2 separate regions of the Sus scrofa genome follow, and region 2 is linked to region 1. Evidence: chromatin contacts called from public HiChIP or PLAC-seq data. All regions are on one chromosome and are shown on one strand. Each heading gives the region's core, a stretch centred on a gene start, on an enhancer-like site or on the middle of the called end of the contact. The rest is flanking DNA. Distances are from core to core; before and after follow the strand shown.

Evidence for each region. HiChIP or PLAC-seq counts read pairs in DNA pulled down with a chosen protein or histone mark.
Region 2: an H3K27ac HiChIP or PLAC-seq map of alveolar macrophages shows a contact between it and region 1. The contact joins the promoter of ATF7 here to the promoter of PRR13 in region 1. A contact is called at or near these places in 1 of 47 Hi-C or Micro-C datasets (heart right ventricle) and 1 of 2 datasets of contacts at active chromatin or transcription factors (alveolar macrophages).

Annotation. Positions count from the first base shown.
Region 1 is chr5:18,656,942-18,663,244 of Sscrofa11.1, forward strand. PRR13 (proline rich 13) reads left to right here and starts at 3,873. Exons shown (of 4, transcript NM_001244511.1): 1 at 3,873-4,093; 2 at 4,563-4,601; 3 at 5,186-5,614. The coding sequence starts at 4,583. It also overlaps the pseudogene LOC100518426.
Region 2 is chr5:18,834,675-18,840,977 of Sscrofa11.1, forward strand. It overlaps ATF7 (cyclic AMP-dependent transcription factor ATF-7), which reads right to left and starts at 3,996. Exons shown (of 11, transcript XM_013987080.2): 1 at 3,770-3,996.

The DNA.
Region 1 (6,303 bases), core at 2,623-5,122:
TCTAGTTCCCAGGAGAGGAGCTGTTCTGAGTTTGCCCTTTGGCAGTAGTGGATACTGTTGGAAACCAAACTTTATCTTGGCACTTTCTTTTTTCCTTTTTTTTTTTCTTTAACAGCCTCATCTGCAGCATATGGAAGTTCCCAGGCTAGGTGTTGAATCAGAGCTACCTACAGCTTGTGGCAATGCCGGATCCTTACCCCACTGAGCTGAGGCCAGGGATTGAACCCCCATCCTCATGGATACTAGTTGAGTTCATAATCCGCCGAGCCACCAGAGGAACTCAGAGTTTTCTTACAGCTCACTCTACAAGAAAATGGGTTTCATCAAAGGTCCCCTGTCTGGTTTTTGTTTTGTTTTGTTTTGTTTTACTCTTCTCTGGTTTTGACTGTCTAGGTCACAGTAAACCCTGGAATTTTTTTACCCGTTTATAACTACTACTACTACTACTACTACTACTTATTATTATTATTATTTGTCTTTTTAGGGCGGCACCCATGGAATATGGAGTTTCCCAGGATAGGAACTGAATCCAAGCTGTAGCTGCTGGCCTATGCCACAGCCACAGTAACACCAGATCCAAGCCTTGTCTGTGACCTATGCCACAGCTCAAGGCAACAATGGATCCTCAACCCACTTAATGAGGCCAGGGATCAAACCAGTGACCTCATGGATACTAGTCAGATTTTTTTCTGCTGAGCCATGACAAGAACTGTCACTACTTATTATTTTCATTCTTTATTTTGAATTTTATTTATTTTATTATATTTTTTCTTTTTAGGGCTGCACCCTCTGAATATAGAAGTTCCCAGGCTAGAGGCTGAATCAGAGCTACATCTGCCAGCCTACACCACAGCCATGAGCCGTGAGCAACACCAGAGCCTTAACCCACTGAGGAAGGCAGGGATCGAACCTGCATCCTTGTGGATACTAGTTGAGTTTGTTACCACTGAGACTTGATGGAAACTCCTATTTATTGTTTTAAAAATCTATTTAGGGAGTTCCTGTCATGGCAGTGGTTAAGGAATCCAACTAGGAACCATGAGGTTGCAGGTTCGATTCCTGGCCTTGCTCAGTGAGTTGGGGATCCAGCATTGCCGTGAGCTGTGGCGTAGGTTGCAGACCTGGCTCAGATCTGGTGTTGCTGTGGCTCTGGCATAGGCCGGCAGCTACAGCTCCGATTAGACCCCAAGCCTGGGAACCTCCATGTGCCGCAGGTGTGGCCCTAGTAAAAGGCAAAAAAAAAAAAAAAAAAAAAGACAATAAAAATCTATTTAGCAAACATATAATGTCTGAAAATTTTTTCCTGCAAGCCACTGATAGTCTCTGCTAACTAGCCGATTGACCTTTACCAAAACTTTGAACCCTGACATGAGCATTAACTAAATCCCTGCATAGTTCAGTCGGGATAGTATTCACTCCAATATACAAATAACACCACAGTTTTTTCAACAGGATAAAAACCTATCTTAGAGGAAAGAAAAGAAACTAGTGTAGGAGTTCCCGTCGTGGCGAAGTGGTTAACGAATCCGACTAGGAACCATGAGGTTGCGGGTTTGGTCCCTGGCCTTGCTCAGTGGGTTAACGATGCGGCGTTGCCATGAGCTGTGGTGTAGGTTGCAGACGCGGCTCGGATCCTGCGTTGCTGCGGCTCTGGCGTAGGCCAGTGGCTGCAGCTCTGATTCGACCCCTAGCCTGGGAACCTCCATATGCCGCAGGAGTGGCCCAAGAAATAGCAAAAAAGAAAAAAAAAAAAAAAAAAAAAAAAAAAGAAAAGAAAAGAAAAGAAACTAGTGTAAGTAAAGGGATTAGAGAAATGGGACGTAAGTGAATTACTACTTGCGTCCCTCAGAAAGCTTGTCCTTTTAACCAAGTGGTGATATTCTTGCATTACTGAGGTCACTGATTTATTTTCCAGGAGTTGATAAAGCAAGAGAACGCCTTGCTGCATGTTAGATAATTTGGAGGCTATTACATTTATTTTGGTGTGTCTCTCATAACAACACCCAATGCTCCGCAAACTTGTTTTTTGTATTTTTGCTCCCTGTACATTCTTACCACACATTTTTTTTTTTTGACTTCAAAAGAATGACATCTTTAGAACTGTTTTAGAGCCAAGGATGGTATATGTTTTAGATAATTACTACATTGTTCTAAATATAACCATGTAGGAGTTTCCTCTTGGCTCAGTGGGTTAAGGATCCAGTGTTGTCACTGCTGTGGCTTTGGTTACAGTGGTGGAGCAGGTTCAGTCCCTGGCCCAGGAATTTCTGCATGCCATGGGTGTGGCCAAAAATTAAAACAAACAAATATAACCATGTAATTTTTTTTTTTATTTTTAGGGCCGAACCTGCAGCATACGGAAGTTCCTGGGCTAGGGGTGGAACTGCAGCTGCTGGCCTATACCACAGCCACAGCAATGCAGGATATAAGCCCCATCTTCAACCTACACCATAGCTCATGTCAACACCAGATCCTTAACCCACTGCATGGGGCCAGGGAAACCCACATTCTCATGGGTAGTAGTCCAGTTCTTTTTTTTTTTTTTTTTTTTTTTTTTTGTCTTTTTGCCATTTCCTGGGCCGCTCCCACGGCATATGGAGGGTCCCAGGCTAGGGGTTGAATGGGAGCTGTAGCCACCAGCCTATGCCAGAGCCACAGCAACGTGGGATCCGAGCTGTATCTGAGACCTACACCACAGCTCATGGCAATGCTGGATCCTTAACCCACTGAGCAAAGCCGGGGATCGAACCCACAACCTCATGGTTTCTAGTCAGATTCGTTAACCACGGAGCCACGACGGGAACTCCAGTAGTCCAGTTCTTAACCCAGTGAACCGTGCAGGAACTCCTAACCATGTAATTTCGAATTTAAATAAATTTCTATGCTGAAATAAAAAAAGAAAACACGGTCACACCTATGATTATGCACAAACTTGTACACGAATGTTCATAGCAGCAATATTCATAATAGGCAAAACATAAAAACAATTCAAATGTCCATCAGTTAATGAATGGATAAACTAAATGTGGAATATCCAAATAGTGGCATATTATTTAGTACTTCCTTCAGAAAAAAGAATGGAGTTCCCTTGTGGCACAGGAGGTTAAGGATCCCAGGTTGTCACTGCAGCAGCTTGGGTCACTGCTATGGCAAGTGTTGACTCCTGGCTTGGGAACTTCCATATGTGGTGAATGAGGCCAAAAAAAAAAAAAAAAAAAAAGAAGAAGAGGCCATTGCAGCATTCCCGTTGAGATATGATGGTAGGCTGGAAGCAGAGAAGATTGAAGAGAAGTAGAGAAATTTCAGATTTATTCGTGAAACAAACGGACCCTTCCCGATGCTGGAGCGGGAAGAGGGGAAGGTGAAGGAGAGAGCCATCAAGGATCACCTCCGGCGTTTCTGCTTTGTGCAATTCGACAGATGGCGGAGCTATGTAGTTGATACAGGGAATCCTAGGAGAGATTAGAAATCTCTGTATTTCTCCCAAGAATGTTTCTTTACTTTCTATGGACGCTGACAGAGGCGGCAATATTGAGTTTTAGGGTGAATATCGGCAGCTCCCCGCCCTTCCTTAAGCTGTGTATATATATCTGTACAACATTTATCATGGTATATTTACTTTATAAGGTGTGGCACCCACTGGACTAAGAGCTCAGAGGTCAAGGGTTGAATTTCCTCTAGGTACTCACGAACTTGCTCTGAAGCTGGCCCCGCCCACCCATAGCCCCGCCCCCAGGCATTTCCGGCCCGCTCGCCCTCTGCACCGGCCTCACCCCAGAGCGCCCAGCTCCGCCCCCACTGCAACCATTGCCTTTTAGCCTAGTGGGGACTAGAGTGATTGACGAGCATGTTCTCCAATCCTAAAGCCCAATGTTGTTATATTACCAATTCGGAGGCAGCAGAGGCGGATGCCAAAGCCTAACGTGAGAGGGTGATCGGGAAGTGAGAGTGGAGGCTGCGGAGGACGCCTCCGCCCAGGCGGTGGTATAAAGCTGACGGGACGTCAGTATTCTGTTCCTTTCTTTCTCCATTCCTGGGTGAGACGCCCCTTCGTTGCTGGGGAGCCGGGGTCTCCACTTGCCTTTTTTAAAGGGTAAGAGGGTGTGTCTAACTATATAAGCGTTTGAGGATCTTTCCTGAGCTGCCTTACCTCCTTTCGCCTCCAGGCAGGTCCTTCTGTTAGCCTGGGGTGCGGGGTCCTGTCTCCCGTCACCCATCCTTGGGGATGGTGAAGTTGTTTCAGATCCCTCCGCAGCCTATGGTGGTTAAAGTCTTCCGGGCTCGGTCAAGGAAAGGGAGAGGAGTGATGGGGATAGCGAGATTCGCGCACTCAGCCCCTCTCCCGAGGAGTTAGAATCCGCAGCCAGAGCGAGTGGAAGGTGGAGGGAAACTAGGTATTGGGGGCGAAGGAGCGGGTGGAAGGAGACATTTCTTATGTAGCGAACCTGTTAGTTCCCTGGGAGCCTACAGTGGGGCAGGAGGCGTTGAAGTTGGGCTTGGTGTCTAAATCACCCACCCACTTCTGGGCCGTCAGCTTTTAACCTTCATTTCTTTCTCCTCAGGCTGGTGAAAACCCCTGAACATGTGGAATCCCAATGCCGGTAAGTGTTTGGGGAGAATCTCTTCTCCTGCCCCAGTCCCTTTTCGGATGGGCCACAACAGGAAGTTTGTGTCCGTTTCTCCTCCACCTCTGCCCTAACCTACAAAAAAGCAAAGTCCATAGCTGCCCAGTGTCTTCCCCCAGAGTTCACTGTCTCCAGGGAACGTTACCTTTTCTTTCTCTTGTATAGGTTTGTCTCCCCTCCCCTCCATGCTCCTCTTTCTTCAGCTTTACATTTTTTCCCCCCTAGGGCCACACCTGCGGCATATGGAGGTTCCCAGGCTAGCGGTCCAATCGGAGCTGTAGCTGCAACTGCGCCACAGCCACAGCAACGCGGGATCCGAGCCGCGTCTGCGACCTACACCACAGTTCACTGCAGTTCCTTAACCCACTGAGCGAGGCCAGGGATCGAACCCACAACCTCATGGTTCCTAGTGGGATTCGTTAACCACTGAGCCACTACAGGAACTCCTCCATTTTCCTTTAAGTATTGAGTGAAAAATGGAATCCCCTTCTTTTTGTTGTTTGTTGTCAGAAGCTCTGGGCAGTTCTAATCTTAAATTTATTCTTTGCTTTTTCCACCAGGGCAGCCAGGGCCAAATCCTTACCCGCCTAACGTTGGATACCCTGGAGGTTGCCATCCTACCCATCCACCATCTGCCAACCCTCCCTTTCCTCCAGGCCCCCTTCCCACTCCTCCAGGAGTGCCCCAGGGGAATCCAGCTTTTCCCCCTGGCGGGCCTTGTTATCCTGTGCCACAGCCAGGGCATCCAGGATGCCAGCCCTCAGGTCCCTACCCACCACCTGCCCCTTGCATGCCACCTGTGAATCCATTGGCTCCTGGCATGGTAGGACCAGGCATGGTGATGGACAAGAAGATGAAGAAGAAAATGAAGAAAGCTCATAAAAAGAAGCACAAACACCACAAGCATGGCAAGGTCAGTGCCCTCTGGAGCCTGGCTAGGAAGAGGTGCCCCCTCAGAAGGACTAGGGTGGCTGGAGGTGGGAAGAGAGGTAGGTGGCAGGGACAAGGAATGGGGATTCACAGTCTGAGGACTTGGGACAGGGCATTGTGTTACTCTGGCAGATGGTGCTTCCTTTTTGTAAAGGATTCCCACTGCGAAGAATTTAATAATCTTGAAAATAATTATTAGGCTAATTGGGCCTTCTGTCTGCCAGGGGCTATGTTGAGCCTTAGAATGGCTATCAGAATCAGGTGCTTTTCTTTTTTGCCTTTCTTTTCCCAGAGCTTTGGCCTCCCCACCCCCATGCTTGTTCTGGCAAGTGGGACACACCCACTGAGGTGGTCAAATGTCAAGACCTTTGGCCAAGCAAAGTCTTATGTAATGATAGATAATAATCTGGTCCTAGTTCCTGGAATTTCTTTCTCTCCTTCACTGTTCTCAGCTTGTTGTATTAATTACGTAGGTCTTCTTGTCCAGCAGGGAAACTGAGGACAAGAGCAGTCAGTGACTCAGGCTCCAATAAAACCCTCAATTTCGTGCTCAGTCTCAGGCTAAGTATCTTCATGCCAGAGGAGTGTAAATTAGCAAGTAGCTCTCAGGACCAAGTAGTAAAAGTAGCTCTCAGAACCAACTCTGGAAGAATTGAACCAACCTTGAGATATTTAAAAAAAATTTTTAGGGCCACACCTGAGGCATATGGAAGTTCCCAGGCTAGGGGTTGAATCAGGCACCACAGCC
Region 2 (6,303 bases), core at 2,746-5,245, 180 kb after region 1:
TTTGACTATCAACAATACAAAGATATGAGGAATGGTTAAGAAGCTAAATAACATTACCAAGCTAAAACAATAAAACTAACAAGATGCCATCCTGGGAACTATATCTAGTCACTTATGGAGCATGATAATGTGAGAAAAAAAATGTGCACATGTTTGTGTTGCTGGGTCATCTTGCTGAACAACAGAAAATTGACAGAACACTGTAGATCAGCTATAATGAAAAAAAATCATTATTAAAAAATAAAACTAACAAGATGACAATTACAGGGATAAATGCAAAACCATCAATTAAAATGAAAAAATTAATTATGTAAGTTAATGTGATCTTGGGTTTTAAGAACAGAGGTATTGAGTGCAGTGGAGGATAAAAAAGCCACACTCTCCCTTGTACTGTGTATTGATTTGATTATATCTGAGATGCTATTTTCAGATCTAGATAAGAAACCCTAATAACTCCAGCAACTAAGTTGATGAGGAGCCTGAACTTTATTCAAAAATGTCACTTAAGGAATGGCTGAAAGAACTTGGGATATTTATCCCAGTAAAAGACGACTTAACAGGACATAACTGCCATCAAATATTTGAAGGGCTACCATGATGACAAGGAATTAGGTTTATTTATTGTAGCTTTAGATGGCAGGAGTTAAGAGCTTCAGCAAAATGTAAAGAATGTTCTAAAAGTAGAGCTCTAGTATTGGAACAGGGTATCTGAGAAGTAGAGACCTCTTCCTTACAGCATTCAGAAGTCAAAAGACCAGACCACCCACCAGACATTCCAAAATGATGCATTTTCACATTTCATGAATGTACTTGATCCCAAAAGAAGACCGTTAGGAGAAGGCAACATTAAAAAATGATAAGCTAAAAACTGTTTTCTTTGACATGTTTCTAGAGATGGAAGACTTTTTTTCACTGAGTCTAAAATCACAGTACCACAGTCAGAGAAACCAGCAACAAAAGAAGTAATGCTTTTTATTTTTTAACAAATGTTGCATTTGTTTTTCCAAAGAAACAACATCTGCCCCTTAACTTCAGTACCTTTATCAAGGGATAAGGGACAATTATGTGCAGGTCTGCCAATTAGTTTCAAGGAGAGAGCGGTCTTTATTAGACATTTACATGGCAAAGCTATTTGCTCCACCTAAAACTTCCTTTCAAAAAGGCTCCTCCTCATCAGACGTGGATAGGAGGCTGCTCTAACACTGACTCCCTCCTACTGCAGCCGAGGAAAAGCTCAGTCTTGACATGTACAAAACAATAACTTGAGAGAACTTTAGAGCAGCTGTGTTCAGGCAGAGCTAGGGACTTAAAGCAGCAGCTTGTGAGCTGGTTGAAAAAACAATTTTCATTTTGGTTTGGAAATGGGGAGAGGAAAGAGAAAGAAGACATACAGTAACGGTAAATATTAGCATTTAAAAGCCATGGTAAACAAAAACAAAAGTTACAACACTACAACATCACAGGATGTAATCTTTAATCCACAAATTTCAAGATGAGAACTGCTATAATTCTCTACTTTTTTGGTAGATGTTAATAAGAAAAAAAATAATGTTGCATTTAATAGTACCCAAGTCAAAGCCATCACAAACTGTAGGATGGAAGAATAAAACAAGGAACTTGGCTCTCTCCTTGAATTGGGGGGGTGGGAGGTGTGTGCATGCGCAAGCTGCTGCCAGGCAAACTGTGAAAATGTCTGTATGTCCAACAGCAATGCTCTGAATGTGAAATTCTGGAAGCCAATTAAGTAATTAATCTTAAAAAGTCAGTAACTAATTGGTTTCAAAGTGCTGCAGAGGTAACTTCCTAGCCAGGAGAACAAATAGTTGCTGAAAACCCAAGGTGAATGATACAAAGCAACATACTCTGAGATTTCTCTTCATATAACAGCTTTTTGGGTATTTCAGATGTTATTTTGCTTCCAAAAGTAAAAGGAGAAGAAAAGAAATGTAAAAGACAAATCTATGTAACAGCAAAGGCATTATTAATTAATTGGCTGTATTAGTTCATTATTAAATAATATGTAACTATCAAACAAAGGGCAAAGACTTGCCCCTTTTCTGTATAGAATTAAGAACTGGTAAGACTACTTAGTATAGCTGCCAAACTTTCCTTTAGCTTCTTTTCTTACGGACATGTTAAATTTCGCAATCATCTCCACTTACCTTATATCCTCCATGTTTAAGTACAAATTGTGTTTGATTTCCCCAACCCTTGCCCTAAGATATTATGACATATCTTTAGCTTCTGAGTCTGGACACAAAGGAAGAAGCTGAAATTTTTTCACTTTCCTGAAATATGTGTGCATTTTATTTACACCATTAAAAAATATATAAGCTAAATAAAACTGCGACCATTTAGCAACTCTTCCAGAATATCAGTGGGTAAGAAACATATTTGACAAAACAAATTTCAATTTAGGATATTTTGTTGTGCTTAGAATACCTATAAAGACCGATGTCTCTACAAGAATAACTTGCATTACTGCAAAGTTTTTAAACACAGGGCTCAAGCGAGCTTTCAGAGAAAGCTCTGCATACCCCCACAAACCTACACTTACTATGACACAACCCTCAGAGATATTAAAACACCCTCTGTTAAGGAGAAAACAAACTTTTAAAGTTAGTAAAGCAGCAACGCGGGAATCTGGGTAGGAGGTGCCCTGGGTAGTAAACACCCCAGTCGGAGAACATAACAAGCAATTGAGAGCAACATATAACTCCCTATGGGGCTCCAACTTGGCTGCTTAAGTCTCAAGCCCCCATCCCTGAGTTGAAGAGATGAAGTGCGGGAAGAGGAAGAGGGGGAGAAAGGAAATCAGAGTAGAAGTGATGAAAGTGCTCTATTTTTCTCCTTCTCTACCCCTATCCCACCTCTCTTGCAGGCTGGTCACGAGACTGGGTGCAATATCCACCAAAAGTCCTACATCTATTTCCCAGGCTTCTTCTGATACCTAGGCTAAACGCTTGTATATATCAGCCGTCTCCTAACCAAACACCTCCCTTACTTCTCTGGATTCCCCCATACCCTCTCTAAAGTGATGCCTTTTGGCCATTAACACACCACTATTAAGTCTTCCCAAACTCACTCACTTAATTTTCTCCATATCCACTTTTTTCCTGCTATCATGTCCCTAATACTCTTTTTTATAATTCAGTCGAAATGCCGTGCTCTCACTTCCAATGATTTACCTCTATCTTTCCAGCCAAACCAAGTACCATGTTTTCACCTACTCATCCCTACCTCCTGCCTATTACCCTTGCCGCTTCCAATGCCAAGCCTCTAACCCCACTCTTGGAAGAAACCCTGGGTCTTCAACCAATTTAGTACCCCACCCCTTCCTCCCATTCCACCCCATTCCAGCCTCCACTAGACTTCCATTCCCTCAGGATTCAACTCCCCTCTCATTGCCACGCCCTGCGCCCCCCGGGGCTACTTACCCCAAGTTCTCCCCACACTTCAGGCCTCTGGCCCCGCCTTCCCCCCCCAAAGGAAGGAGGCGGGAGGAAAGAGAGAAGGGGGCGGCACTCCGCAAGGTAAAGACGATCTCCTATTAGTGCTCATCGCCGCCAATCGTAGCCTCCTTCTCTTTTATTGGTCGGCCTTAGCCCACGCCCCACCCTCTTCCTCAGACAGGGCCCGGCCACCGCCTCAGCGCCCCCGTCCAACACACACTGGGAGGGGAGATCCCGGCCTGGGACACTGGGACAGGCCAGAGTTGAGGGGGAGAGTCCCGTCAGCTCATGGACTAGTTAATGTTAACAGGACTTACCCGTTGGTAGCTCCGTCGCCTCCTGCCCGCCTGCGCTTCGTCTCACAATCTACCTCCAGCTCCTTCTTCCCCCCCCTCAGCGGAGCAGATACTTTCCTCTCGTCCGGCCAGGCGCGCGCACTTCTCGCGAGATGTTGAGAGGGGGTTGGAGGAAGGGCGAGATTTGTTGGGCCTGAATTGGAAAGCGGCCGAGGGACTGGCCTCCGAAAAAAGAAGGGGCTGGACTTTGAGTGGGCAGGGCTAGGTAGGGAGGCTGAACAAGTTCTCTAGGCGGTGGTTACACGTGTTCGGCTGCCTAGTGTAAGGGAGAAAAGAAAAAGAAGGAAAGGGAATCCTTACAGGTGCCTGTAGTACTGGAGATTCAAAGGTTCTCATTCTACAGAATGAGATCATCTTAAAGGAGCGCACTTTAAAAACGAGAGGAGATTATACCTCAATAAAGCTGTTAAAAAAGGGGAAAAACTGAGACAGCTATACAAGATTCCAAACAGTTGAGTAGTTGCATTTTCTTCTTTGCACTTAGAGTAGCATAACTGTGGCCATAATCTGCTCTGTGTGTGACTGTTTATGGCAGTGGAGAACTTCTACCAAAAGTTCAACCACAGGAATTGGAGACTTTTTACAAAATGCAGGCCTTCAGAATTATCACTTCCTTGAAGAATTGAACTATGAGAAGGAGACAGCCTTCGGAAGATTTTGGGTGAAACATCAAATGCAAAGACCATTTAAAAATTTCTCATATGGTTACTAAGGTGGTAAATTTTGTTATGTGGTATTTACAACTAAAAAAAAAACCTTGATTTTTTAGTTTTATTTTTTTAAGGCTGCACCTGCAGCCTGTGGAGATTCCCAGGCTTGGGGTCTAATCAGAGCTACAGCTGCCAGCCACCACCACAGCCATAGCAACTCAGGATCCGAGCTGCGTCTGCGACCTACCTACCACAACTCATGGCTACACTGGATCCCAGACCAGTTGAGGCTGGAGATTGAACCTGCATCCTCAAGGATACTAGTCGGACTCATTTCTGCTTTGCCACAATGGGAACTCCAAGAAAAACTTTTTTTTTTTTGTCTTTTTCTAGGGCTGCACGTGCGGCTTATGAAGGTTCCCAGGCTAGGGGTCTAATCAGAGCTGTAGCCGCCTGCCTACGCCAGAGCCACGTCTGCAACCTACACCACAGCTCATAGCAACACCGGATCCTTAACCCAATGAGCAAGGTCAGGGATGGAACCCACAACCTCATGGTTCCTAGTCAGATTCATTAACCACTAAGCCACGATGGGAACTCCCCGAGAAATACTTTAAAAACATTATTGTAATTATAAGGATGGTTGACTCAAAATGTTACCTCTGGAATCTCTCTCAGGAAGCTTCCTTTTGCAGTTTTATATCAGCTTTCTAAACTTCCTGCCTAGGATCTCATCTGTCTTCACAGCCTCTGAAAGGTAGAAAGAATCCAGGTGATTTCTCCCTAGGTAACAAAAGTGAAAGAGCAGCGTACAATCACCTATGTTCTTGCGAAGTGAATTGAGAAAAGCTGAGAGGGGTCCTGGTTGCCAATCTACTCTCTCCTAAAACAATTTCTACTTAAAAGAATACAATGATAGGAGTTCCCGCTGTGGCGCAAAGGGATTGGCGGTGTTTTAGTAGAGCTTGGGATACTAAGCTGTGGCTTAGGTCATGACTGCAGCTGTGATCTGACCCCTGGCCTGGGATCTCCGTAAGCCATGGGGCAGCCAAAAAGAAAAAAACAAAAAAAAAAATACAATGATAGCAGCAGACCCTCAGTATGTATGGGAGATTTCTATATAACAGCAGTGGCATTACAAATCAGGGAGAAAGAAATTCTACAAATTGTGCTAGTCCAATTGACTATTATTCTATACATACAAAATAATAAATATAATAGCTAAATTTATTGATTTTAGTATGTTCCATGCACTATTCTGTTTTACATGTACTAATTCATTTTTCCTCAAATTTATATCTCCAATCTGTATCTCTCCCCTGAAATGAAGACTAATATCTCCAGCTGCCTGCATAATAGATCCATTTGATGTCTAATCGGTATTTCAAACTTATAATATCCAAAGCAAACTTCCCTTTTCTCCCACCTGTGCCCCTTCCCTAATCTTCCCTTAGTAAAAGTTATCTAAATTGTTCCAGTTGTATTTTTTTATTGTGATATAATTCACATACCATAAAAATCTGTCTTTTTTTTTTTTTTTTTTAGGGCCACACCCAGGGCATATGGAATTTCCCATGCTAAGTGTCTAATCGGAGCTGCCGCTGCCGGCCACGGCCACAGCCACAGCAACACCAGATCAGAGCCATGTCTATGACCTACACCGAAGCTCACTGCAACACCAGATCCTTAACCCACTAAGCAAGGCCAGGGATCTAACCTGAGTCTTCATGGATACTAGTTGGGTTTGTTACCACTGAGCCATGATGGGAACTCCAAATTCATTTTTAAGTGTACAATTCAGTGATTTTAGTATATTCACAAAGTTATGCAACTAACACCAATATC